7 separate regions of the Mus musculus genome follow, and regions 1, 2, 3, 5, 6 and 7 are each linked to region 4. Evidence: chromatin contacts called from public Hi-C, HiChIP or PLAC-seq and promoter capture Hi-C data. All regions are on one chromosome and are shown on one strand. The core of a region is the stretch at or near the end of the contact, and the rest is flanking DNA. Distances in the headings are between cores, read along the strand shown.

Region 1 (3,381 bases), core at 655-3,154, 810 kb before region 4:
TTGGCCCCAAGTCTCAACTTTTCTTGGCTAGTCTGGAAGGCCAAAAGCTTCAGCGGACCCATGAGCCCCTGGAGCCTCCCCTTGACAGCCTGGTGCTGGCACCCGAACCCCAGACTTGTGCAAGTGCTCTTAACTACTGCAGCCCTAGCCCCTCAATTTTTTTTTTCTTTTTTTGTTTTGTTTTTCGAGAAAGGGTTTCTCTGTATAGCCCTGGCTATCCTGGAACTCACTTTGTAGACCAGGCTGGCCTCGAGCTCAGAAATCCACCTGCCTCTGCCTCTCAAGTGCTGAGATTAAAGGTGTACACCACCACCACGCCCGGCTTGATATTTTTCCTAAGGTAAGTGATTATACAAGTGTGGGCCAGGGCTGCCCATGAATTCTTAAGATACTCTCGGGAGGCCTGAAACCAAAACTCACCATGACATTACTCAAGACTTTTCTGCTCTCATTCTCCATTTGGTGTTCAGTGGAGTCTTCCAGAGCTGCGTGGGTTGTACCATCTAGTAAAAGATGGTATGCGAAAACTAACGAGAGAAAAGCTGCCTTTGCTGGAAGGCTGCGTCCCAGGCTTACTCTTCTTCAAATTTGCTTCTGCTTTGGAAAGCAGGCTTTCTAAAGTGTTAACTAACCTGGGACGATATCGAGGCTGGAGTGATGGCTCGGCAACCCTAGCAGACCACTCGAGTCCCACAGAAGGCTACAAATGGGCTTCAGTGGCAGAACCCTTGTCTGGTGTAAGCAAGGCCCTGGGTTCAATCTCTAGTATGAAAAACAAACTTTTTGGAATCTTTGATCCTTTTTTTTTTCGAGACAGGGTTTCTCTGTGTAGCCCCGGCTGTCCTGGAACTCACTTTGTAGACCAGGCTGGCCTTGAACTCAGAAATCCGCCTGCCTCTGCCTCCCGAGTGCTGGGATTAAAGGCGTGCGCCTCTTGCTTTGGCCTCTCAAGGGCTGGTATTACAGGTGTGGGCCACCACCTCTGGGTTACATGCTGCTGTGGGGCCGACAGGGCCAGCTTTAGGCATTAGGCCCTTGAGCAACCGAGCCACAGTGTCAGCTCTTCCTTTTTTAAAGAATTCGTTTATTTTGGGACAGGGCCTCAATATGCAAGCCAGGTTTTACAAGTAATGCTATTTCAGGGTCAGCCATCTGACCCAGTTCTGAGCATTATTTTCAAAACTACTAAATGACCATTGAGAAGAGTCACAAAAGTTTCAAGACCAAAGTTCTTGAGAACAGCCTGGTTTTTTTGTTTTTAATTTAAATTATTTTTGTGATAGGATCTCAATACATAACCTGGCTGTCTTCGAACCCAGAAGTTCGTCCGCCTGCCTCCTTTCCCCAGTGCTGTGATTCATGCCATGCGAACTCCAGGCAAGTTTTCCTTTTTCAAAGACCCTCTCGAGGGAGATCTGACCCATTCCCCTGACCTGGGAGCTCTCGGGTCACCTCCTCAGCCGTGGAGGCGAGCAGGGCGTCCCAGTGGGGCTGCACCGGGGCTTTATGTGACCCAGCGTTTGCTGGCTCGGTTCCTAAGAATCCGAGACCAGCGTTGTCTTCTCTGAGCTCACGGTTTCCATGGCCCTCTCTACCGTGGAGGGAGGGCTCTGAACGCGTTTTCCTCATCCTTCCTGCTCTGACGTCTTACGGTTCTCGCTCCCGTCTTGCCAATTTATGTAGGGTCCCTCGAGAGAAAAACCTGCCCTTTTCTTGTCACTTTCTAATAACTTCCTCCAACGGAGGATGACTCCGTACGGGTCGGGCAGAGGGTGGCAGCGAGACTCGACGATGACGGCGCCGTCGGCAGCCGGGACCCCACGCCCACCCCTTTACCTGCTGCAGGCGCCGGCACAGAGCCACACACGCTGCGCGCGCCGCCATCTTGGTGCCCTGATCGCCCAGGACCGCTTCCGGGGTCACAGCATTGTTCGCGAACCATAGAGTTCGAAAAGGAAAGAGTGTCTCCTGTGTTCCGACACTGAAACAACCATAGAGACGGTGCTCCTTGAATTTTTTTAAAATTATATTTTAAATTTTCTATTTTCTTATTTATTTACTTATTTATTATTCACTCATTCATTTAAGGTTTTGAGTGGATGCGTCGCTTCCGCCGTCTGGATAAACTCCCAGGTTCTATCTATACGCTGTCTATCCTAAGATCCTATTTGTCTTGGGTGGTTCTGTTTGCTTAGAGACAAACACAACAGAAATACTTGGGAAGGAAGTTGCTGCTGCTACTGAGTCCAAATTCTAACATTTTACCTTATTGCAAAAGGCGTTTCATTCTTAAACTTTGTTCACACCATCGGAATGCCAGGCTTGTTAATGGATTTTTCTAAATTGTGTTTTTCAAAATGCCTTCCCATGCAATTTAGCATAATGGAAGCTCCACACTTAGGCGCTCTGGTTTCTATTTAGGTGGGTGACTTGATCAAATTTCTTCCGTACTTTGAACCCCCTTTTTTTTTTTTTTTTTCTTTCACTTGCCAAGTAGAGATGAGAACAAATCATACTTGCAGTAGAGGATTAAATGAGATTAAAATGCTACATGATAAATGTCATCCTGAATTTGTGACATCTCTTCTACATCCTGGGCCTTAAGAGGTTGTTGGGAAAATGAATAAGGGTCAACTTAATGCGAATGAAACAAAGTATATGTCTTAGTAAGGGTTTCTATTGCTGCTACAAAACAACATGATCAAAAAGCAAGCTGGGGAGGAAAGGGTTTATTTGGCTTGCACTTCCAGATCACAGTCCATCACTGGAGGAAGTCAGGACAGGAACTCAAGCAGAGCTGGAATCTGGAGGCAGGAGCTGATGCAGAGGCCATGGAGGGGTCCTGCTTACTGGCTTGCTTCCCATGGCTTGCTCAATCTGCCTTCTAATAGAACCCAGAACTACCAACCCAGGAATGGCAGCACCCACAGTAGGCTGGGCCCTCCCCCACAGATCAGCAGTTGTGAAAATGCCTTACAGTTGGATCGTATGGAGATATGTCTTCAACTGAGGCTCCTTCCTCTCCAGTGACTCCAGCTTGGGTCAAGTTGACACACAAAACTAGCCAATACTATATCTCCATAAACCATCATGCCAATGTAAAGCTGGGTCTCCCACAAGCAGGCATTAATTCTTATTTGGCAGGCCAGAGAACTAAGCAAAGGGTAGAATGTCCAGATGGCACAACTGATGAGAGATTTATGAATATGGACCACTTTCCTGCCCCTCAGGCGGGCCTATATGTGATCTCTATATGGAAACAGAATCTTTAACTAGTGTGTGGCTGGATTTGGCTATGCCCTACCTGCACAGGCAACCCAGAAGTGTCCTCAGAATTAGCTCTGGTGGCCCCTCTCAGCCAATGATCTGTTCTGACAGTAC
Region 2 (3,052 bases), core at 361-2,860, 830 kb after region 4:
AGGCATGCTGGGAGAGAGCTCCAAAACACCTATGCATTTTCTCATTTTGTATCTCATCAAACCTTTGTCCAATTAGCATGAGTACATGTCACCAAAGGGGGGCAATACAAGAATATGTAAAAATGCTTACTTACATTTTGGGGCATGGTTATGCACATCTTTGATCCTAACACTCGGAAGGCAGAGGCGTCAGATCTCTGAGTTTGAGGTCAGCCTGATCTACAGAGTGAGTTCCAGGACAGCCAGGTCTACACAGAGAAACCCTGTCTCAAAAAACAAACGAACAAAATCTTAAGTCACAAGTATGTATATACGCAGCTTTGTTTGTTTTTTTTTTTTTAATTGCTAGAACACAAAATCAAAAACACCTTGAGAAGTCGCTGGTCTAAACATGAAGTGGTGTTATATGGGGGTGGCTTGTCCAGTCCATCTTAGTATCTGTCCTGGAAAGGAGCAGGTGTCAGGGACAGAATGGAGACGAAACAAGTCCACCTGTAGACACTTCACAGATGAAGGGAACAGAAGCGTGGAGTGGGAGATTGCTCAGAGGAAGACATGGACAGGGAATGGCTCCCACTCACCCTGTGTCTACAACCTGCCTATGTATGACACCAGGCACCCCCAAGACCCCTCTTCCATCTACTGGGCTCATTTTGGATATCATCAACCATACTACTCCTAACCTTACAGGAAGCCTGCCTCAGCTTGACATCCTAGAATATTCCAGAAATCCATCTGTTGTGAGAAAAAGAATCTGGCTTCAGAGGACCCTGTCTTCCTCTAAGTGGGTAAGAGGTGCGAGCACTGGTTTTCTCATTGTAGCATGGGACTTGCTAGTCATGCCTATTGCACGGGGCTGCTGTGGATACTGGCTGGTCTGCTGTCTTCACAGGATCTGGCTTGCAGGGATTGGGGTGGGTCGTCTTGCCTCTGTGTGCAGCAGAATCTGTATACATCCCGAGACAGAGGAGAATGCAAACTGTTGAACATAAAATCTGAAGCGAGCCTCTTACCCAGGTCATCCGGGTCCCAGGAAGGTGTGTCACTTCAGACCCCTTCCCGCAGCAACTACCTGCCCCACCTAAGCAACTGTGGGGCAACCAACTCTCCAGAGGGGGGTTTGCAACCTGGAGGCCTAGCCTCACTTCAAGTATGAGCTGAGGCTGACACCTAGTGGTCATTTCTGTAACTGCGGGGCCCTTAGGCAAATCAGGTCAGCTTCTGCAGAGCCGCTCTGCCTGGCTCCAAAACACCAGCTGCTTTGGATAGGGGCATGATCTAGAAGCTTCTGCACTCCTGTCCCTGCTGTTATAGCCCCCACCCCAGACAGAAGCAGAAATAGTTATCCCTCCCCCCATGCTTACCTCTCCCTCTCGTCGGTATCACAAAGGGGAATGCAAGGCACAAAGAGGTGACCCGCTCCTCTCTGCCACATAGCTCCACACACAGATGAGATGAGAAGAGATGATACTCAACAAACAGGACAGCAGACAAGAAGTCTCCAGGGGACAGAGGAGAGCAAGAGGAAATGACCTGGCCTGGGCTTAGAAACTTCAAGTCCCAGCTTGTTGGGTGAGCTGCGTCCAGAGCCTGCCATTCACTGAGCCTCGGACTCTTTAACTGTGCCACAGGCCGAGTCTCAAGTTGGCTGACTGTGGCCATCCCCTGGGCAGGGTTTCTGGCCAGCCATGCTTGCCCAGTCCTGAGCAATAGGGAAATGAAAACCAGGCAGAGTAGGGCTAAGGCAGGCTTACCTTTCGAACTCTTTCTCAATGGTTCTTGGTAGAACCATCCTCAGAGCACTGGACTTCAGATTCCAGTGCCCTCAGAGTAACTCCCTGTCCCTAGGCTTCTCCAGAGAAACCACTTAACCTTTTGGCCTGGACCCATAGTGGTCTCCTCTCCTCCAGCCCCCCACCCCCTGGAGGACACCAGACAGCTCTTTCTAGGTGCCATAGCAGGCTTGGGCCTCCTTAGTCTCTGACCCCAGACCTGGCCCCTGGGGTCGGGGGGGGGGGGGTGGAGAGGCCACAAGGAGCTTAACCCCAACAGGATGAAGGCGCCATAATTAGGGTCAGGCGGTTGGCTGAGCCTGCGGAAATCTCCAGCTTAGTATGGATGGGGGCTCAACCTGAAGGGGGGTAAGAGCAGAAGTGAAGGGCCAGAAGAGGCCAGGCATGCAGAGATCCAAGGGCTTAGGCCCCAGCCATCCCCTGAACAAGCCGACTAGGGACAACTGAACACAGACCCCTTACTCTCCAAAGTGTCAACCCCGTGGAAGAAGGATGACCCAGACGATCCCGCCCCCGTCCCAGAGGTCCTGATTCTCCCTCAGGCTGGGATGCACCAGTATCAGCCCCTACCAGTGCCTTTGGCAGGGGGAGAGCCATGTGGGAAAGGCTGGCCCCTGCAATCCCAGGGCAGTCCAGGCCGGCCCTGTTTGTAATCTTAGCAAGGCATCACTTTCCACTGTGGAATGTAACACCCAGGAGATGAAGCAGGGCAGAGGAGGGCAAGCACATTCAAGGGGTTGCTCCTTAGCTCTGCAACTGAAGGAAAAAGGAGCCCTTTCTTCCCCATTCATTTCTGAGTCTGTGATGGGGGGGGGGGGATACAACCCAGGCTAAAGTCTCAGGCTGGCTTGGTCAGGTGTCCCCAGGACATCCCCATCTGGAACTGTCACACAGACAGCCAGGCTGTATCATCACCCACTAGAGGAGACAGGTCTAACATGGAAGTGTCTCAGGTCATGTGCAGGAGAACCCCCACATGAGGCTAGAATGAGAGGCTGAGGGGAGCCGAGAAAGCAGACCTCCCACCCTTCCTCTGGCCTGAAATCCACACAGCTGCACGTGCAGACAGACACACACACAGAGGCACGTGCACTCACTCCAGCGCATGAGTCCCTGCACGTCCCAGGAGCTACAAGTCCCAGCCCCTTCACTCCCCTCTGATAACTTCGAAGTTTCCGGCAGGGCAGACACGTCGCCTGCAGGCTGGCTATGCCAGACATGTGCCAGGCCAGCTGCCAGGGCCCAGTGCTCTGGACTTT
Region 3 (3,302 bases), core at 645-3,144, 870 kb after region 4:
GATGGGGGGCCTGGTAAGCTGATTTGGGGGCTTCTGGAGATCACTGGAAGATGTTTCTGGAATTCTACTATTCTAAAAAAAATAATAAAGTGGGAGTCTGAGCCTCTGAGCTCCTGAACCCGTTTCTCAAGTAGCACGCTGTTATAGGATATATGCCGCAGTTAGATGTCCAGAATCCTGGATGATGCAAAAGTCCTTAATCTTGGTTTTGGAGGGCTTTGTGCCACCACAGGTGTGCCACCATTACCACCAGCCCCATCAAAACCTGTTTCCTCAATACAGCTTCTCAGTGACAGCCCCAGGCAGTCTACAGCGGCAGACGCAGCTCCATCTTCTTTCCCTTACCACCACCAAAATCCTCAAAGTTGGGGAATTTGTATGTTTGGTTTGATTTGTTGAGACTTGGTGTCAGGCAATCTCAAGCTGGCCTTACACACCCAAAGCAGCTAAGGATGGCCTTGACATCCTTAACGGCTACCTACATCTAGGATTACGGGCAAACCCCACTGATGGCCAATTCCAATGTGCTCATTACTAGTACTATCAACTGCATCTTCAGAGGATTTAACTGACTAAAAACTCAAGCTAAGGAAAGCGAGAGGTATACAAGAGATCAATACTTTCCCAAACTTTTCTACAACACACAGAAACAGTAGAAGACACCTAATACACCCCCATGCCCTTGTGTCCCAAGACAGAATACCTACTGTAGGCGCAACACACACACACACACACACACACACACACACACACACACGATGGCCATGATCTACTAAACTGATTTCCAAGCCACTCATGGGAGTGTCTGAAAGACACTTCAACAGACCAAATCTTAGAGCTGCAAACCCCCAGCTACAAAACGAGCAGCTGAATAGCCACATACAGCAAACACAGTGACCAGGATGGTAGTGTCCAGTCGTGATGCAAGACCCTCCCTGGGTGCCACCATTTCCCAAGTAATCCAAGGTGATCCCGTCTCGCCTCTTGTGACCGCTACACAGTTCCTCATCTAAGTCTCAGCGTGTAAAGCTCACTTACTGCGTACAGCGGGAAGCAGTATTTCTTCTGTCCCCTTTAAGACCTCGAAATTTAACAGGTGGTATCTGTCGTGTCTTTGTATTCGAGATGTGTGGTGACATACAGAAAAGGGGCGTTCCACCTCTCCAACTCTCAAGTCTTAACCCCACCCCCCCACTAGGAGAGGTCTTTGGTGAACTGAGAATACAGGGAATCCCCGGTGCAAAAGGAGTCATTCAGCCTGACAGAAGCAAAAGCAAAGACTCCCTCTTTACACCACAGAAGTTTCTAGCAAACTCATCTCCAGGCCCAGCAAGAGAGAGAAGCAGATAAAACTGCGGGAGACGCGTCAAAGCAACCGGCCTAGCCACTTAACCCAGGCAAGATCTCAGCCCCCATTCCCCGAGGCTCTACATCCCGAACTGGATAAGCAGGTGGGCGCATCGGGGGCGCGTGGGAGGCGCGGACCCCGAAGCCTTTGGCAAAAAGGCAGCGAGAGGGTCCAGATCTGAGGCCTCGCGAAGAGTGAGCACCCTTCTCACTTGACACTGGGTTTCCAGTAAGGCCTGTCCTCACCCCTCCCCGACAGCGCCTCCCTTATTGCAGAGAAGAAACCGGGAAAAGCAGCGCGAGGGGTGCGAGGTGTTCCCCTGAGCCCCCACCGTACCGCGTTAACAGCCTGGGAATCTCCCGCCACGGACCCCCGCTTGGCAAGGCCCCGCCCCGCACGCTGCGCCTGCGCGCCAGGGGTTCTCCGTGAGTGCGCGCGCACTTTCTACGTGTGCGGCGTGGGGGCGGGTCCTGCGGGAGCCCCTCCCCGGCCCTCCCTCCCTCCTTCTGCTCCCCCTCCCCCACGCGCTGCCGCGGCCGCCGCAGGAGCCCAGAGCTCTAGCCGCCCGGCGACTCCCCCTCCCCCTCCCCAGCCCCGCCCCGCCCGGAGCCGGGGCTCCCGAGTCGGAGCCGAGTCTGCGCCTAGGGGTGAGTACGCGGACCCCTCCCCAGCACCCCTTACTTGGCTCATAGGATCTCACCACCACCCCAAGGAAGGAAAAAAAAAGCACCCGGACTCAGCTGCGCGTCCCCTCCCTTCCACCTCCTGCGGGACCCAGAGGTGCCCGGGCCCCACGGGACCCAACGGAGGCACGCTTTGTCCCCAAACCCGCACCGTCCCTGCCAGATGTGAGTCCTCCCACCCCTGTCGGGGCTCCAGATGTGCGCCGTCCTCTACCCCCGCCCCTCAGGAATATTCCAAGGCGTGGGACCCCTGCGTCCCGGCCCTCGAGTGCCACTCTAGTTCCACCTGCTCCGTCCAGGTGTGCGGCCCCTGCGCGGCCCTCCTCCGGTCCCAGCTGCTCCCCAGCCGCCGGCGCCGCTGAAGGGAACCACCCGCCTCCGCCCCCGAGTTTTGCATTCTAGGGTCGCCAAGTCCAATGCCCTCGGTCTCTCTCTTTTTTTTTTTTTTTAATTCTTTTTCTTGTTGCTGGGGACGAAGCCGGCCTCAAGCAAGGGGTTCATGCTTGGGCAAAGGGCAGGGCTCGAGGTGTTAGCACCAGACGAGTAGCTGCCCCAACCCTGGTGGGGACTGATCTGCGGGCTGGAGAGGGCGGCCGGCCCGGGGAGCATGTCCTCTCCTGCGCCCCACACAGAGCAGTTCATTCATGAGCCGCCCGGGCCTGCGTTGGAGGGTGCGGTGGGGAGAAGATTCAGACGCGAATCCGGAGTAGGCAAAGGCCCTATTGAGGGGGAGGGGGCGCGCTTTGTCCCTCCCGGCCGTCTTGACCGCCTGGTGCGGACTGTCCCAAAGCTTGTCGTTGTGTTGCTCAGAAAAAGCAAGGATGCCCGGGAAGTGGGGAAGAGAGGTCAGAGGGGCTGGCTGCCCTTGGAGCTTTGTGCTGCCACCCGCCTTGGTCCCCTGATCGGAAGTCTGGCGGCCGGTTGCTCAGAGGGGCTTGGGGCTCTGCTCTCTACCGAGTACCACTCCCTGACCCTGAACCTCCTCCCGGTCTGCAGTAGTCGGGTGAATGAGATTGTACCCAACGCCTCCTGAAGAGGGGACCACAGCCCTCTGCCTTCCAGATATAAGAGAGAAGGGGAAGGGGAGTGGCTGCCAGGCTCAGGTGGTGGGTATGCTGCCAGCACCTTTGTCCTCCCGGGTACCAGAGGGTCTACGTCCTGGCATGTACCAGGTAGCACATGCTGGGGCCTGCTGTTGAAGTCTTGGCCAGGGAGTGAGCGAGTAGGTGGGTGGGGATGTTTTGAGGCAGAAGATGGGTGATAAGTCGCGA
Region 4 (3,029 bases), core at 517-3,016:
TTACCTAGCCACAGGCCACTGCTGTGGCTTCCTCTACTCTTTGCCCCCTTTAAATCTGGACTTAGAACTTGAGGGATGGGCACTGTCTCAGGGTGTCTACTGCTGGGACGAAACATCATGACCCAAGAGCAAGTTGGGGAGGAAAGGGTTTATTCAGCTTACATTTCCACATTGCTGTTCATCACGGAAGGAAGTCAGGATAAGAAACAAACAGGACAGCAACCTGGAGGCAGGAGCTGATGCAGAGGCCATGGAGGGGTGCTGCTTACTGGAAAGCTCATGGCTTGCTCAGCCTGCTTTCTTATAGAACCCAGGACTACCAGCTCAAGGATGGCACCACCCACAGTGGGCTGGGCCCTCCCCCATTTAGCACTAGTTGAGGAAATGCCCCACAGCTGGATCTCATGGAGGCATTTCCTCAACAGAGGCTCCTTCCTCTCTGATGACTCTAGCTGTGTCAAGTTGATGCCAAACCAGCAAACCAGCCAGTACAGGTACCAACACCAGAGAATGGACCAGGTCACTTGTTTGTGTGAAGATGTCAGATCACCTGGAATTGGAGTTAAAGATGGCTGTGAGCCACCATGTGGTTGCAGAGAATTGAACCCAGGACCTCTGGAAGAGCAGCCAGTGCTCTTAACTGCTGAGCCATCTCTTCAGCTCCCAATGTTTGTATACTTTTCTTTTTGATTGGTTTTGCTATATAGTCCTGGCTGGCTTGGCACTCACTATGTAGGTCGGGTTGGCTTTGAACTCCAGGCAATCCTCCTGTCTCAACCTCAGGAACAGCTAGAATTAAATGTGTATATCACACCGTCCGGCCAGATTTAAATAGTTTCAGTAACATAGAAGTGCAAGATATTTTCTCTAGCTTGGAGCAAAGATTCAGACTCTCAGACCCTTAACCTGGGCTTTGTAACACCCACGTTTTAACCTTTCTATCTTTTTATTTTTTAATACTCCTGTGGACCTGTAATGTCGATCACTCTCTTGCTTAAATTTTCTATCCCACTGTACTTTCAGGCCTGTGCTTTAGCCTCGAGACCACCCCCCACCCCCCTTTTAGCACAGCCGGCAGCTGGAAGTCTTCACTGATCTCTCACTTTCCGCCCTGCCCCCATCATGGATGGGAGGATGTCTCTGTGCCTCCTCCAGATGTGTGTCTGCCAAAGATACCCCTCCACCCCCAGTGTAGAGGATGATGAACGATGTGACCTCGCAGCCAGACTTGTGGGAAAGTGTTGATCCTTTGAAAAGAGAGGGAAAGGCAAGAGTGCGCGACAGAGCCGCTGGGCTAGCGGAGTCGAAAGACTCAGGAAGTGGTGGGAGAAGCGCTCCAATCTATCCCTGCCCTCTTTCGCTGGAATTAGGAAGTCTTCCTCTTTATTTGTTTCAAACCCCATCCATTCAGGGGTTCCCTCTTCTGCCCTGCAGTCCTCTCCCAGGCTTCCTTCCTCTAGGATAGTTTCAACACTCCACTACTCTCCAACCCAGGGGGGCGGAACTGGTTCGGCTCCACTGTTCCTTTAAGGAGTTGGCTCCTCCCTCCCACGGAATCGCGGTCTGACGCGGGGATGACAGCAGCGAGTTCGGTATGTCTATGCAAATAAGTGTCCCCTTCGGGCCAATGGGGAGCCTAGGTGCCGGAAGCGCGGACCAATGGGGCGGGGGCGCTGGGGCTCGCCATATAAGGAGCGGCCTCGCCATAAAAGGAAACATTGTATCTCTTTATATGGGGGGGGGAAGGGTTGGGGGATACCTCCGCAGCCAGCGCGTGGTCCCGGCCCCCTCCACCCGCGGTCTCGGCCGCGGCCAGCAGCCCCTGCCCCGCGGGGGACGCTGACGGCCGCAGGGCGCGCCTCCCCGGCACACGGACAGGGGGCGCTGCGCGCGGCCTGGGGCAACCCCGGCCATAGGGGCAGGAAAGTGAGGGCCCAGGTCGGCCCGGGCGTGCAGGGGCCCCGGGCTCGCAGCGGCGGCCGCGGCAGCAAGAGCGGCTTTAGTAACAGCGCGAGTGCCGGGTGGAACCGAGAAGCCGATGGCGGCAGCTGCCCCGATTCCTCGCTGACTTGCCCGTCAGCCCTCCTGCACTGAGCGCCATGTTACCGAGCCAAGCTGGGGCCGCGGCGGCTCTGGGCCGGGGCTCGGCCCTGGGGGGCAACCTGAACCGGACCCCGACGGGGCGGCCGGGCGGCGGCGGCGGGACTCGCGGGGCGAACGGGGGCCGGGTCCCCGGGAACGGCGCGGGGCTCGGCCAGAGTCGTCTGGAGCGGGAGGCTGCAGCGGCAGCGGCGCCCACCGCCGGGGCCCTCTACAGCGGCAGCGAGGGCGACTCCGAGTCCGGCGAGGAGGAGGAGCTGGGCGCCGAGCGGCGCGGCCTCAAGCGGAGCCTGAGCGAGATGGAGCTCGGCGTGGTGGTCGGTGGGCCTGAGGCGGCGGCGGCGGCCGCCGGGGGCTACGGGCCGGTGAGCGGCGCGGTGAGCGGGGCCAAGCCGGGGAAGAAGACCCGGGGCCGCGTGAAGATCAAGATGGAGTTCATCGACAACAAGCTGCGGCGCTACACGACCTTCAGCAAGAGGAAGACGGGCATCATGAAGAAGGTACCGGAGCCGGAGGTTGGCGCGCCCCGGGGGGAACCGGAGGGTGGGTGCGCTCTAAGGTAGCCCCGGAGCGAGACAGAGCCGAGGCGGAGGTGAGAGGCGGGCTAGTCCGCAGGAGGTGTGTGGGAGGGGATGGTTGTACCCTGGCCTGGCGAAAGGGGAGGGGCCGCCGGGGAAATATGGGGAGAGGGGAGATGCTGCGAACGTCCGGAATCCTGGGCGAAGGCGCCGAGGTGGGAGTGACCAGCGCGCGGGAGACAGAGGGTCCTGGAGGAGTGCAGGATAACCAGACGCCGGGATCCGCAGATCCTCTGTGTCCTGGTGTGCGCGAAGGGCGGTGGGAAAGGGAGCAGAAGGTTTGGAGATGAGGAGGCAGGAGTTGGATGACAGCTGCAGCGAGAGAGCTTGAGTGGGAGGAAAGGTGGGCAT
Region 5 (3,220 bases), core at 208-2,707, 980 kb after region 4:
TGTGGGCGGTGGTGTGGGGACACAAGCCAGCATGAGCTAAGATAGCAGAGCACTGAGTGCCCATCCTCTACTGGAGGGCTCATCAGTCCAACAAGCTTCCAGATGCAGCCTTGGAAAAAGGCAAGGCTAGATTGCCAGCTGAAGGACATGGCAGGCCACCTTTAGAACAGAGGCACTGGCACAACTTGGTTTTCTGGCTCCTGGAACTGGGCCAACCTGTGACCAGCACCTTCATGCGGATGCCTAGAACTCCAGCTTCTCTGAAAAGACTGGGACCTGCTCCTCTCTAGGTCCAAAGAGCTGCATGCAGTAGGGAAGAGGCTAGAGAAGCGAAACCAGCTTGAGAAACAGCTTGTGCTCACATAGGGAGGGCGCACGTACCCGCGCGCTGTGTACGTGGGAGACCGGGGAGGCTGAGGGGTGGGGAGTGTTCTACCCAGTAGCGCAAGCTGCTAGCTCGGTTCTCTGTTCACTAGAAGGTGTCCGCAGTCACTCACCCCCACAGCCCCCGTGCCCTGTGACCGATCCAGGTCAGCTATCCCTCCCTCTGCGCTCCACTCCCCCACTGTTATGTGGGCCTCTTAGGGCCACGCGTGGAGGGTCGTTCAACCCTGGCCCACGGTAGGCAGACTTGGGGAAAATTTCTTCCCAGGGTAAGATCAAGGTAGGGGAAAAAAAAAAAAAAAAAAAGCCACCCAGCCAAGCGGCGACGAAGACACTGCCCCCGCCGCAGCAGGGGAGGTGGAGCCTAGGGGGGAGGGGTGGAGACCGCCGAGACAGGCCTAGAAACTGCTGGAAGAAATCGCAGCACCACCGCTGCTGATCCTTCCGCCGCAGGCCGCCAAAGAGTCCCTACCAGCCCAGGCCCGTGCCCCTCCCCTCGGGGAAAGCGGCTCCCAGCCTGAAGCTGTGCTGTACCCGGGAGGGTGGGGATGGGGGAATCGGGGGCCTCCTTAAAGTTGGACAAGGAATTTATCATCCTTTTCTCTTGATGTGCGATTTGTAGGGAACATTCTAGTAAGATCGGGTCTGGAAATGGCAGCCGAGTTGGCCACCTCCATTCTCTTTCAGTCCCCTGAGTTCTGGACTCTTGGGGGGTGGGGGGGTGGAAGCGCCTACCTTGAGTTTTCTGAGGCAGTCCGTAGGGTATTCGCCCGCAGATACATCCCTAATTGCATATGCATGCTCCCTGCTCATCTTGAGGGGGGACATGTCCTACTCCTGCAGAAATGGGGGATGTGCAAAACGATATTGAATTGGCCTTGACTCAGGAACCAGGCCCGGGGTCCCGCTCCTCCCCGCCCCCTCCACGATCTGCTACCATGACGTCAAGGTGGGCGGGCGGCGGCAGGTGCGTGGCCCGCAGCCACTCCTTTAAGGCGGAGGGATCCAAGGGCGGGGCCCGGGCTGTGCTTCGCCTTATATAGGGCGGTCGGGGGCGTTCGGGAGCTCTCTTGAGTCACCCCCGCGCAGCCTAGGCTTGCCGTGCGAGTCGGACTTGGTCCGGGCCCACCACCCTGCTCTGTACTACTACTCGGCTTTCCCGTCAAGGTAAGGCCGGGGTCTCTCGTCCCCGGCGGCTCTCCGGGGGCTTCTTCCCGGGGTCCCAGCCTCCATCTCATCTGTCCCAAAGCCTCCTTCCCCGGCGGGGCAGCCTGTGGAGATAACGTGTCTAGAGGTTAGAGGTTCGGGCTGTACCCCGGCGGGCTTGCACGCGAGGCTCCCCGGGGCGGGTGGATTCCCCGGAGCGTGGGGTGGGGGTGCGGCCCGGCCAGGTGGTGGGCGGCCGCACGTGGTAGTCGCCGACCCGGGACGCTGCCATGTTTGCCCTCCACTTCCGGGCGCGGCTGCAGGGTCCGCGCGGTGGCGGGCTGCTCTGCGTGACTCAGCAAGGCCTGGGGAGGTTGGCCTGGCTGCCTCCCCCGGACGCCGCCGGTACCAACGTGCTTGATTTTGGGGAGGGGTGCACAGCAGGGACGCCGGAACCCACCGCGCTTTCCCTTTCCAGATCTTTCTGCCCTCCCAGTGGAGGGCGGGGGAGGAGAGACAGAGCAGGCACGAGAAGATTCCTAGGTCCCTCCCTTTCTCCTCCCCTCCCCGGAGCTCAGATTGTTCTGGAAGCCTGGGCGCCCCGCCCCAGTGCCCGGATGCTGGGGCGGTGGGAGGGTTTCAATGGCGCCCCCTCCCCGTGTGGCTCCTGCCGACGCATGTCCGGCAGTGACGAGGGTCGTTGGACGGCTGGGCCACCATTTTACTTGGGTTCCGGCCTATGCAAGTCTGCACAGTGAGTGGTCACGGTGGAGCTCTTGATTTCTTTGTCCTGATTTAATTGCCCCGTGAGCGCCTCCCAGACTACAGCTTCAAGGTTCTCTTGCCCTGCTGGGTGGAATAAAATAAAAATTAAAAAAGACTGCTTTTTCTGTTAAAGTTGTTCCTCACCCCAATGAGGAGATTGTAGTTAAGGGGTGTGAGTACCAGGGGTTGCTTGAGGTTCTTTTTTATGTATTGTTAACTTAGTCTGGATTTTTACCATATTGCCAGGTGTTCTGTTCAGAGTCAGTGAGCTATGCACTGAACATGCCAATGTTCAAGAGTTTGACTTTTGGGCATCTGTTCTGGAAAACCCATCTTTTAGGTTTTTTTCTGTCATTTTTGTCTTGGCCATTGTAGCTTAAATGTCCTTTTTTAAAGAAAATGGCTGCTCTTGTCTCTTTGGGTTGGATACTTTCCCAGACTAAAGAAGTTTGAGCTGGATATTAAAATGTGTGTCTATAATGGTCCTTAGTAGTAATTCTTTCATTCTTAGATGCCTGAGGAAGTGCACCATGGAGAGGAGGAGGTGGAGACCTTTGCCTTTCAGGCAGAAATTGCCCAGCTCATGTCCCTCATCATCAACACTTTCTATTCAAACAAGGAGATTTTCCTCCGCGAGTTGATCTCTAATGCTTCAGATGTGAGTATTCTGTTGTTGAATTTCTAAGGCTTCACGGAAGTGTGTGTGTGTGTGGGAGTGATTGAGAAGAACAGTTCAGTTGATGTTGAAGGGGGAGGGACTGTTTGGAAAAATAAAATAATCTGGCTTTTTGCGTTTACTACAGGCCCTGGACAAGATTCGATATGAGAGCCTGACGGACCCTTCTAAGTTGGACAGTGGGAAAGAGCTGAAAATTGACATCATCCCCAACCCTCAGGAGCGCACGCTGACTTTGGTGGACACAGG
Region 6 (3,545 bases), core at 235-2,734, 800 kb after region 4:
ATGTGTGAGTGTGTGTGAGTATATGTGTGTGTGTGAGTGTATGTGTGTATGAGTATGTGAGTGGGTGTGAGTGTGTGTACATGTATGAGTAAGTGGGTGTGAGTGTATTTAAGTATGTGTGAGAGTGAGTGAGTATGTGTGTGTGAGTGTGTACATGTGTGAGTGAGTGAGTGTGCGAATGTGTGTGTGTACATGTATGAGTAAGTGTGTGTGGGTGTGTGTATCTGTGAGGGTGAGTGTGTGAGTATTTGTGTGTATGTGTGTGTTCATGTGTGTTTGTGTGTGTGTGTGAGAGAGAGAGAGAGAGAGAGAGAGAGAGAGAGAGAGAGAGAGAAAGAGAGAGAGCCCAGCTAGGCAGGAGGTCAGCTTCAATATAAGGTCCAACCTCAGGTAATCCAAGTTCCTGGTGAGTTTCCCAGAACCCACTTGGGGTTCTCCTTCCCAGCACATTACAGTTTGTAATGGTTTTTATTTGTGCAAATTGCTTGATGCCAGTCTTCCCTGAGCACCTGGCACACTTGCTGAGTGGGTAAAGACTCTAACAGCAGCGTAGCGTTCTGCCATGTCCCGTCCCTGGTACAGCATTCGCAGGTGCTCCTTGCCCAGACCTGGCCGGATCTGCCCATCTTGCCAGAACTGCAGATCAATCCCAGAGAAATTTCATCACAGTTAACCAGGAAGGTCTTTTCTCGAGGAGGGGAGGGCCTCCAGCCTCAAACAGTGCTTTCTGTTCATTGTCTACATCTGGCCAGACCTCCCGAGGGCAGAGGTCACATCTGCGTCTCAGGACTGTCCCCAACACACCCCGCTGTAGTCCGCCAGCTGTGACTCACACAGCTCCTGAGCTCTTCCTCTTTGGCCAGAGACCCACATCACTAACCACAGTAATGTAAGCTGCAGTAACCACACTTACGCGCAGAGTTTCTCCACACCAGGCCAGGGCAATGACCTTATATCGGGGGTCAGCAAGGACAGTCCTACCCGGAGGTAGAGGCATAGCCCAGATGGGCTTCCTCAGGCCTAGCGTCTAGACTTTTTCTCTCAACCGTTTGCAGTCTCTCCACTTCCCCACCAAGCAGCCTAGCAGGGACTTGATGCCCTGCTTGCACATTCATGAAGCGAAGACAAAGAGCGTTCTCTCTCTCTCTCTCTCTCTCTCTCTCTCTCTCTCTCTCTCTCTCTCTCTCACACACACACACACACACACACACACGGACACGGACACGGACACAGACACATACATGGACACACAGACACACACATGGACACATACACATGGACACACACACTCAGAGGGGGCAGTGAGTATCACCAGGGTGGCTTGGAGGGAGACAGGGAAAGTGAGCCAAGCTGTCCCGTATATCTGCCTTCCCTCACCACTAGGTCTCGGACATTCATCTGGGGAAATGTGGCGTCTGAGGATGTGGCTACAGTGGCCAGCATCTGGCGCCAGCAGAAATCCCCAAACCCGTCAGTGCCCTGTTCAGACGTGTCGCTGACCATGCACTGAGTAAGTGCTGAGAAGACACCTGTGCCTAAGGCCACACCCCTGCCTGCCCTCGGCTTCCAGACACACCCCCTCCTAGGGCTCAGGCCATTCCAGTTCTTCCTGTCCAACCCAATGAGGGTCCAGCACATCCACCCCTACAGTGGGCACCAGTAAAAGGGGAGGACAGGTACTGGGCTCCCAGCCCAGCTGTGTGCTCTAAGGAAAATTACCCAACCTCTCTGGAGTTCAACTGGCCCAACTGTAAAAAGGTCAGTTAATTAATAATTATTTATTATTTATCAGTCTACCATGAGATAAGGGTAGACGTACCTATCTTTACATGGCTGCCATTCACAATTCTGGCAGTAAACACTAAGTATCAGGAAAACCAAGACCTTGGAGAAGGGAGAAAAATCAATGTTGTTAAAAACAGGAAGATGGATGGGCTGGAAAGATGGTTCAGTGATTAAGAGCACTGTCTGTTCTTCCAGAGGTCCTGAGTTCAATTCCCAGCAACCATGGTGACTCTAAACTATCTGTAGTGGGATAGGATGTCCTCTTCTGGTGTATCCAAAAACAGGTACAATGTACTTATATACATAAAGAGAAGAAGAAAGAAGAGGAAGAGGAAGAAGAAAGATGAGGAACCTCATCTTTTTTTTTTTTTTTTTTTTTTTTAGCCAGATGCACATAAGATCAAAACTACATCCTCCCAGCTTCCCTTGCAGCTAGGTTTGGCTGGATGACTGAATTCTAATCAATGGGATATAAGAAATGTTGCTTTGCACCCTGGACTGCCCAACCATACTTGCCCTTGGGGGTTGGGGATGAGGCAGCTTGGATCAGACTCTGGGAGTGGGGAGCAGGTGAGATCGCAGTATCAAGCACCTTTATTAATTCCCAGGGAGCGCCCTTTAGACCCTCCACCATCATCCCATTGGTACCAAGCAAGTGAGTCCTCCAAGTGGCAGTTCCCCATTGGCTGTCATTGTCTGTGTCACCACTCTCTAGGCTCTCAGGCAGACTTCAGTTTGGCCCTCATGCTGAAGTTACCTGGGAGGCTGCGCAGCACCTGACTTTATGCAGAAGCAGCCACCACCTTGTCAGTGAGGCCTGCTGTTTCTCCTACAAAGAAGTAAATACAACTTCCAGGAAGTTCCTATAAAGAGAAGGGAGAGCTCCTATTTCAGGATGTCTTTGTCCTTCATGCTGGCTAGAGTGCCAGAAGCCATCTGGGAACTGTGATGACCTTGGAAGTGGAAAGCTAGTAGATCAATAAGAGACAAGACTGGGATCCTCCCAGCGCTTAACCATTGCATTACCCCAGGAGTGCTTACCTCCAGGGTTCAAGCACATGAGTGAGAACATGCATCTTATGTAAACCAAACATTAAATGATACAGCCTTTCCTCCGGTGGACCCCCAGGTAGAGCTCCCCTCTAGGTCTGGGACCCTTACCTGGAAAGAGCAGACCCTTCCTCACCTGGCTGATGTGGAGACTCTGGCAAGGAACGCCTCTTCTGTGCATGCCACATTATTACACCAGTGGAGGGTGAGGAGCAGAGAGGCCTGGGATGTGCGTGTAGAAGAGGAAATAGGACTCCCTATCTGGAACACCAGCCCTAGCCCCTGGAGACCCAAAAGACATCTTAAACCCATATCAGCATCCTTGGGATGTAGGGTAGGGGAGTGGGGGGACCTGCTGGGATGGCAACAAACTGCAAACCCATTGCTTAGCAACCCTTGTGGAGGGGTGCTGTCAGCTCTTATATCCCCCAACCATGTCCCCATTTGCCCAAAGGAGCTTGCAGAGGCCAGGCAGGATAGCACAGGCACCACGGAGGACAAACACAAGCCCAGGAAGAAAAGGGGCTGAGCTCCTGTTGCCTGAGGAAGAGAAGGCTCGGGCAACATTGAAGCCACGTTGGGCACGTCATTGAAACAGATAGAATCACTCCTCCATACATTCCTCATGTTAAAGTCTGAGTGTGACCGCCATGACAGTGAGTAAGGATGAGGGCGGGGCAATGGGGACGTCACATCTCTGGTGGAAAAGA
Region 7 (3,169 bases), core at 79-2,578, 960 kb after region 4:
AGACATGAGGCTACTCTTAAGCCATGGGATAGTGCCCAGAAAAATACCACCCAAGCCTGACTTCCTGCCCTCTGTTTGCTTAGTGCTAGTGGGGAGATGTGTCATCTCTGTGGGAGCAGGAAGGCTGTATACGCCCCCACCAGAGCAGCTTGAGAGAACCCACTGTCCTACAGAGTCAGCTACCTCCTAAGGGCTCAGTCGTCCTCTGGGGAGACTGAGTGCGTCTTTTCCCTACGATGTTAGCACTGGTAATTGTTAATTAGCTCCAATGGTTTCTCTGGAGCACAGGTTCCTTAGGGAGGTGGGGTGAGACAGGCAATCTGGATGGGATGTTCTTGCCTCAGGACCCTCCCCAACTTCTGGGATACATCAGTAGGGAGTGCTACTGTAGGGGGTCCCTCCTCCTTTGTACCCCAGCGGGGGGGGGGGGGGGAAGGAAGGAAGGGGAGGGGTATGAATGGTAAGAGGCTCAGCAAGGCTTCTAGCCCCGAGGGTTATCTTGGGATGGGACATGGGACAGTGAAATGCTGGCTAGGACAAAGATGTGCAGGATGTGAGGCCTTTCTTCCTGGCTCCCCTTTCTCCGGTCTCCAGCTGTGTTTCAGTTTTCTTAGAGGCCTCAGGGCTGTCCTCTTATGCCTTCATAAAGGAGCCTTCAAGGCAACATGGGGATGGGGGGGGGAGAGATGCTGTTTGTGTGGTGTGCGGCGAGTCTGAGGGCAGGAGAGAGAAAACAAAACACCTCCAGCGTCTGGGTTCCAGAACGCTCAAATCTGAGGTATCCCAGAAAGTCTTCTTGAAGGGAAAAGGAGGAGTGGAAAGGAAAAAGGATGTATTAGAAGGGTGTGTGTGTGTGTGTGTGTGTGAGGGGGTTGCTAGCAGTAAAACGGTGGAGTGTGAATAATGGCGTGGGCGGGGTTCGGAGAGGGATAACGGAACACCTGAGGTGGAGCGTGGCTTGTGGGGGCGTCTGGACCTGGGTGAGCAGAGGGCCTGTCTGTGCAAGAGTCCCGCCGTGGAATGTGTAGGAGTTAGGAGCGCAGGGCCAGCGCGGAAATTAGGGGTACGCAGTGGGGGGCCCGTGCCCCCCTCCCAGGCTCGCGTGTCCGGGTGACAGTTGGGAAGGGTCCAAAGACGTGCTCCGCCATCGAAGCCAGCAGCCCTGGCGGCCCTAGGCGTAGGGTCTCTGACTGGGAGCCGGTGAACTGTTGAGGGGGCGGCGAGGAGCCTGGGGGCGGGGCTGTCGCCGGGAGGAGGTGGCTCCCACGGGCCCGGGGCGGACCCAGCAGAGGGCGGGTTTGAAAGCGCTCGGGCGGGCGCGGGAAGCGCTGGCCAAGCGCGCAGATTTCGTCGCCGGAGGTGTCCTTCTCCAGCAGGTGCTCGTAGGGCTTGGGTGGGACATGTTGGGGACTCCGGGGTAGAGAGTGGAGTGTCCGGCTTGCCAGGAGGGAAAAGGAGGCCCGGTCTGCCAGCTCCGAGGCCGCGACAGGGACTTTGGGGTGCGGCCCCCACGCGGCGCGTGCAGAGCAGCGCCAGCACGTGGCGCGCATGGGCCTGGCTCTGGGTAGGGGGACTCTCCTTTTGTGGGGACCAGGGCGGAGCTGGGCCCAAGACAGCCTGGCTTCTGGGCCTGGAAGCGACTGTCGCTGTGTTGACTTCCGCAGAGGATCGGCGTGTGGGTAGTTCAATGCTACAGTCCTGTGTGAACTAGAGGGAGGGGTTGTGTTGCCTTCTGCCCCGAGGCAGGAGGATGGGGAATGCGGGAATACAAATGGACGTGAAGGGAGCTAGCTGGCCATTTACAGACTAAACTCCTGTTCCTGGCCTCCCTTTCCTGGGCGAGTCCTCATTTACTCTACGCGGAGAGTGAACGTGTGACAAGATAAAGGACTGACGCGCACACCCAGGCTTCCTTTGGATGAAGGCTCTCTCCACCCCTGCACCTTATACCCCATTCGGGTCCTCTTGCCAAGCCTGAGCCAACCCCCTCTTCTCCATTAACCCTCCTTCCGTCCTGTTCCTCTTGTCCTGCTTGTGTGACCTTTGCATACAATAATATATGCGTGGTGGAATGGTTGTGAGTTGTCATGACTCTGAAACTAATGTTATGTGAAAGAATGGCCTGAATCTCCCACTTGTTTTAACCCTTTAATTGGAGCACTGTTGCCTTCCTGGAAGCCTACACGAATAGCTGAGGAGCCTTGTTAATTTTGCCTTCCCCACTTGAGAAGGAATCTAGAATGATCGGTACATTGAGTATTGATGCTGTCACCCCCATTCACCAGCTCTGCGGGCTTTCTCAAGTGATGGAGCCTCTTTAAACCTCAATCGCCCTAACTGTTTAGTAGAAACGGGGCAGCTGGAAGAGGGGCATCCTCAGATTTCAAGAGAAGATTCCGATGTAGCAGAAACTAGGCTGAGAAACTGAGCTATGTGAGAGGACCCTTAGGACGCAGGAAGGCCTCAGATGGGCGATAGCTTTCAGGGCCTCTCCATCTCGGCAGGTCAAGGCATGGCTGAAATGATACCAGAGGCCCTGAACTGCTATCAGATCTCTACTGGGACAAAAGTAAAGAAAGCCCCTAAGCAGCAAATGGAATGTTTGGATGTGGGTGGAACCCGAGAGGTGGGAATTTCTGCAAGGGGAGAAGTGATGTGTGTGTGTGTGTGTGTGTGTGTGTGTGTGTGTGTGTGTGTGTATATGTATGTGTATACTTGTCCAAGCCTAAGCCAGTTTTATGATGGAAGAGTTAGCCTCCCTCTGGCTTGTGGCTGTATTCACTTTTGCTGGTGCATGGGAGAGGTGTGGGGTGCTCGGTGGAGAATTAGCTATGTTTTGATGGGGTCCCTTCCCTACTATCTAATAGAAACCTGAGTCCTCAGGCTCCCCGCAGCCGCAGCAGAACCCTCTTGTCCTAGATAAATAGCAGTGCTACTGTTTGCTGCTGCTCTGTCCCCAGTGCCTAGGAGGATGCCTGGCGGACCCACAGAGACCCTCAGCAAATAGTCCTTAACCAACAGCAGGAGCCTTCTGCCTCCTTCTGGAGGTGTGTGGCTTTGCTGTCCAGTACTGAGGGATTTGGCCCGTCTGGGTTTCACCCACAGCAGAATAGAAAAGCGGCTATAGGGCCTCAGGGTGACCAGCTGTGACGCCTGTCTGGGTGGGCGG

Evidence for each region. Promoter capture Hi-C pulls out the DNA fragments that hold promoters and counts their contacts. Hi-C and Micro-C count contacts between places; a contact is called where the count stands out from the background. HiChIP or PLAC-seq counts read pairs in DNA pulled down with a chosen protein or histone mark.
Region 1: a contact with region 4 is called in a Hi-C map of regulatory T cells, with 5 times the contacts expected there. The contact joins the promoter of Mrps10 here to the promoter of Srf in region 4. A contact is called at or near these places in 1 of 39 promoter capture datasets (liver) and 1 of 484 Hi-C or Micro-C datasets (regulatory T cells).
Region 2: a contact with region 4 is called in a promoter capture Hi-C map of pre-B cells, with 13 times the contacts expected there. The contact joins the promoter of BE949265 here to the promoter of Srf in region 4. A contact is called at or near these places in 7 of 39 promoter capture datasets (the C10 cell line, embryonic stem cells, hippocampal neurons and 3 more), 1 of 15 datasets of contacts at CTCF or cohesin (large pre-B cells), 3 of 484 Hi-C or Micro-C datasets (the G1E-ER4 cell line, the N1E-115 cell line and rod photoreceptor) and 10 of 115 datasets of contacts at active chromatin or transcription factors (cardiomyocytes, differentiating embryonic stem cells, embryonic forebrain and 6 more).
Region 3: a contact with region 4 is called in a FOXA1 HiChIP or PLAC-seq map of pancreatic cancer cells. The contact joins the promoter of Tmem63b here to the promoter of Srf in region 4. A contact is called at or near these places in 3 of 39 promoter capture datasets (hippocampal neurons, liver and neural stem cells), 2 of 484 Hi-C or Micro-C datasets (muscle stem cells and regulatory T cells), 9 of 115 datasets of contacts at active chromatin or transcription factors (astrocytes, cardiomyocytes, craniofacial prominence and 6 more) and 1 of 9 other capture datasets (liver).
Region 5: an HNF4G HiChIP or PLAC-seq map of pancreatic cancer cells shows a contact between it and region 4. The contact joins the promoter of Hsp90ab1 here to the promoter of Srf in region 4. A contact is called at or near these places in 2 of 39 promoter capture datasets (hippocampal neurons and liver), 2 of 484 Hi-C or Micro-C datasets (CD4 T cells and erythroblasts), 3 of 115 datasets of contacts at active chromatin or transcription factors (astrocytes, bone marrow-derived dendritic cells and pancreatic cancer cells) and 1 of 9 other capture datasets (pancreatic islet).
Region 6: a contact with region 4 is called in an HNF4G HiChIP or PLAC-seq map of pancreatic cancer cells. The contact joins the enhancer-like site here to the promoter of Srf in region 4. A contact is called at or near these places in 4 of 39 promoter capture datasets (the C10 cell line, embryonic stem cells, liver and 1 more) and 2 of 115 datasets of contacts at active chromatin or transcription factors (large pre-B cells and pancreatic cancer cells).
Region 7: an HNF4G HiChIP or PLAC-seq map of pancreatic cancer cells shows a contact between it and region 4. The contact joins the promoter of Slc29a1 here to the promoter of Srf in region 4. A contact is called at or near these places in 5 of 39 promoter capture datasets (the SN4741 cell line, hematopoietic stem and progenitor cells, hippocampal neurons and 2 more), 2 of 115 datasets of contacts at active chromatin or transcription factors (astrocytes and pancreatic cancer cells) and 1 of 9 other capture datasets (pancreatic islet).

What each region holds. Positions count from the first base shown.
Region 1 is chr17:47,367,410-47,370,790 of GRCm38.p6, reverse strand. Mrps10 (mitochondrial ribosomal protein S10) reads right to left here and starts at 1,904. Exons shown (of 7, transcript NM_001146212.1): 1 at 1,837-1,904. The coding sequence starts at 1,884.
Region 2 is chr17:45,729,477-45,732,528 of GRCm38.p6, reverse strand. It overlaps BE949265 (cDNA sequence BE949265), which reads right to left and starts at 1,610. Exons shown (of 2, transcript NR_169044.1): 1 at 1,365-1,610; 2 at 311-946. It also overlaps a transcript of 1600014C23Rik not described here.
Region 3 is chr17:45,684,810-45,688,111 of GRCm38.p6, reverse strand. It overlaps Tmem63b (transmembrane protein 63b), which reads left to right and starts at 1,894. Exons shown (of 24, transcript NM_198167.3): 1 at 1,894-1,995. It overlaps Mrpl14 (mitochondrial ribosomal protein L14), which reads right to left and starts at 1,763. Exons shown (of 3, transcript NM_026732.3): 1 at 1,685-1,763.
Region 4 is chr17:46,554,899-46,557,927 of GRCm38.p6, reverse strand. Srf (serum response factor) reads left to right here and starts at 1,766. Exons shown (of 7, transcript NM_020493.2): 1 at 1,766-2,600. The coding sequence starts at 2,100.
Region 5 is chr17:45,571,498-45,574,717 of GRCm38.p6, reverse strand. Hsp90ab1 (heat shock protein 90 alpha (cytosolic), class B member 1) reads left to right here and starts at 1,457. Exons shown (of 11, transcript NM_008302.3): 1 at 1,457-1,551; 2 at 2,807-2,953; 3 at 3,099-3,220. The coding sequence starts at 2,807. Gm35399 (a long non-coding RNA gene) reads right to left here and starts at 1,403. Exons shown (of 2, transcript XR_385595.1): 1 at 1,322-1,403; 2 at 1-1,221.
Region 6 is chr17:45,750,185-45,753,729 of GRCm38.p6, reverse strand. All of the region lies in intron 2 of F630040K05Rik (RIKEN cDNA F630040K05 gene), which reads right to left. Among named protein-coding and RNA genes, the nearest start is that of F630040K05Rik, 17 kb to the right of the region's middle. Within about 2 kb of position 1,484, at least 134 of the 459 cell types and tissues checked have an H3K27ac peak or open chromatin away from gene starts, as enhancers often do. A contact at or near this core is called in pancreatic cancer cells, where this site is marked.
Region 7 is chr17:45,593,689-45,596,857 of GRCm38.p6, reverse strand. It overlaps Slc29a1 (solute carrier family 29 (nucleoside transporters), member 1), which reads left to right and starts at 1,328. Exons shown (of 14, transcript NM_001357771.2): 1 at 1,328-1,376.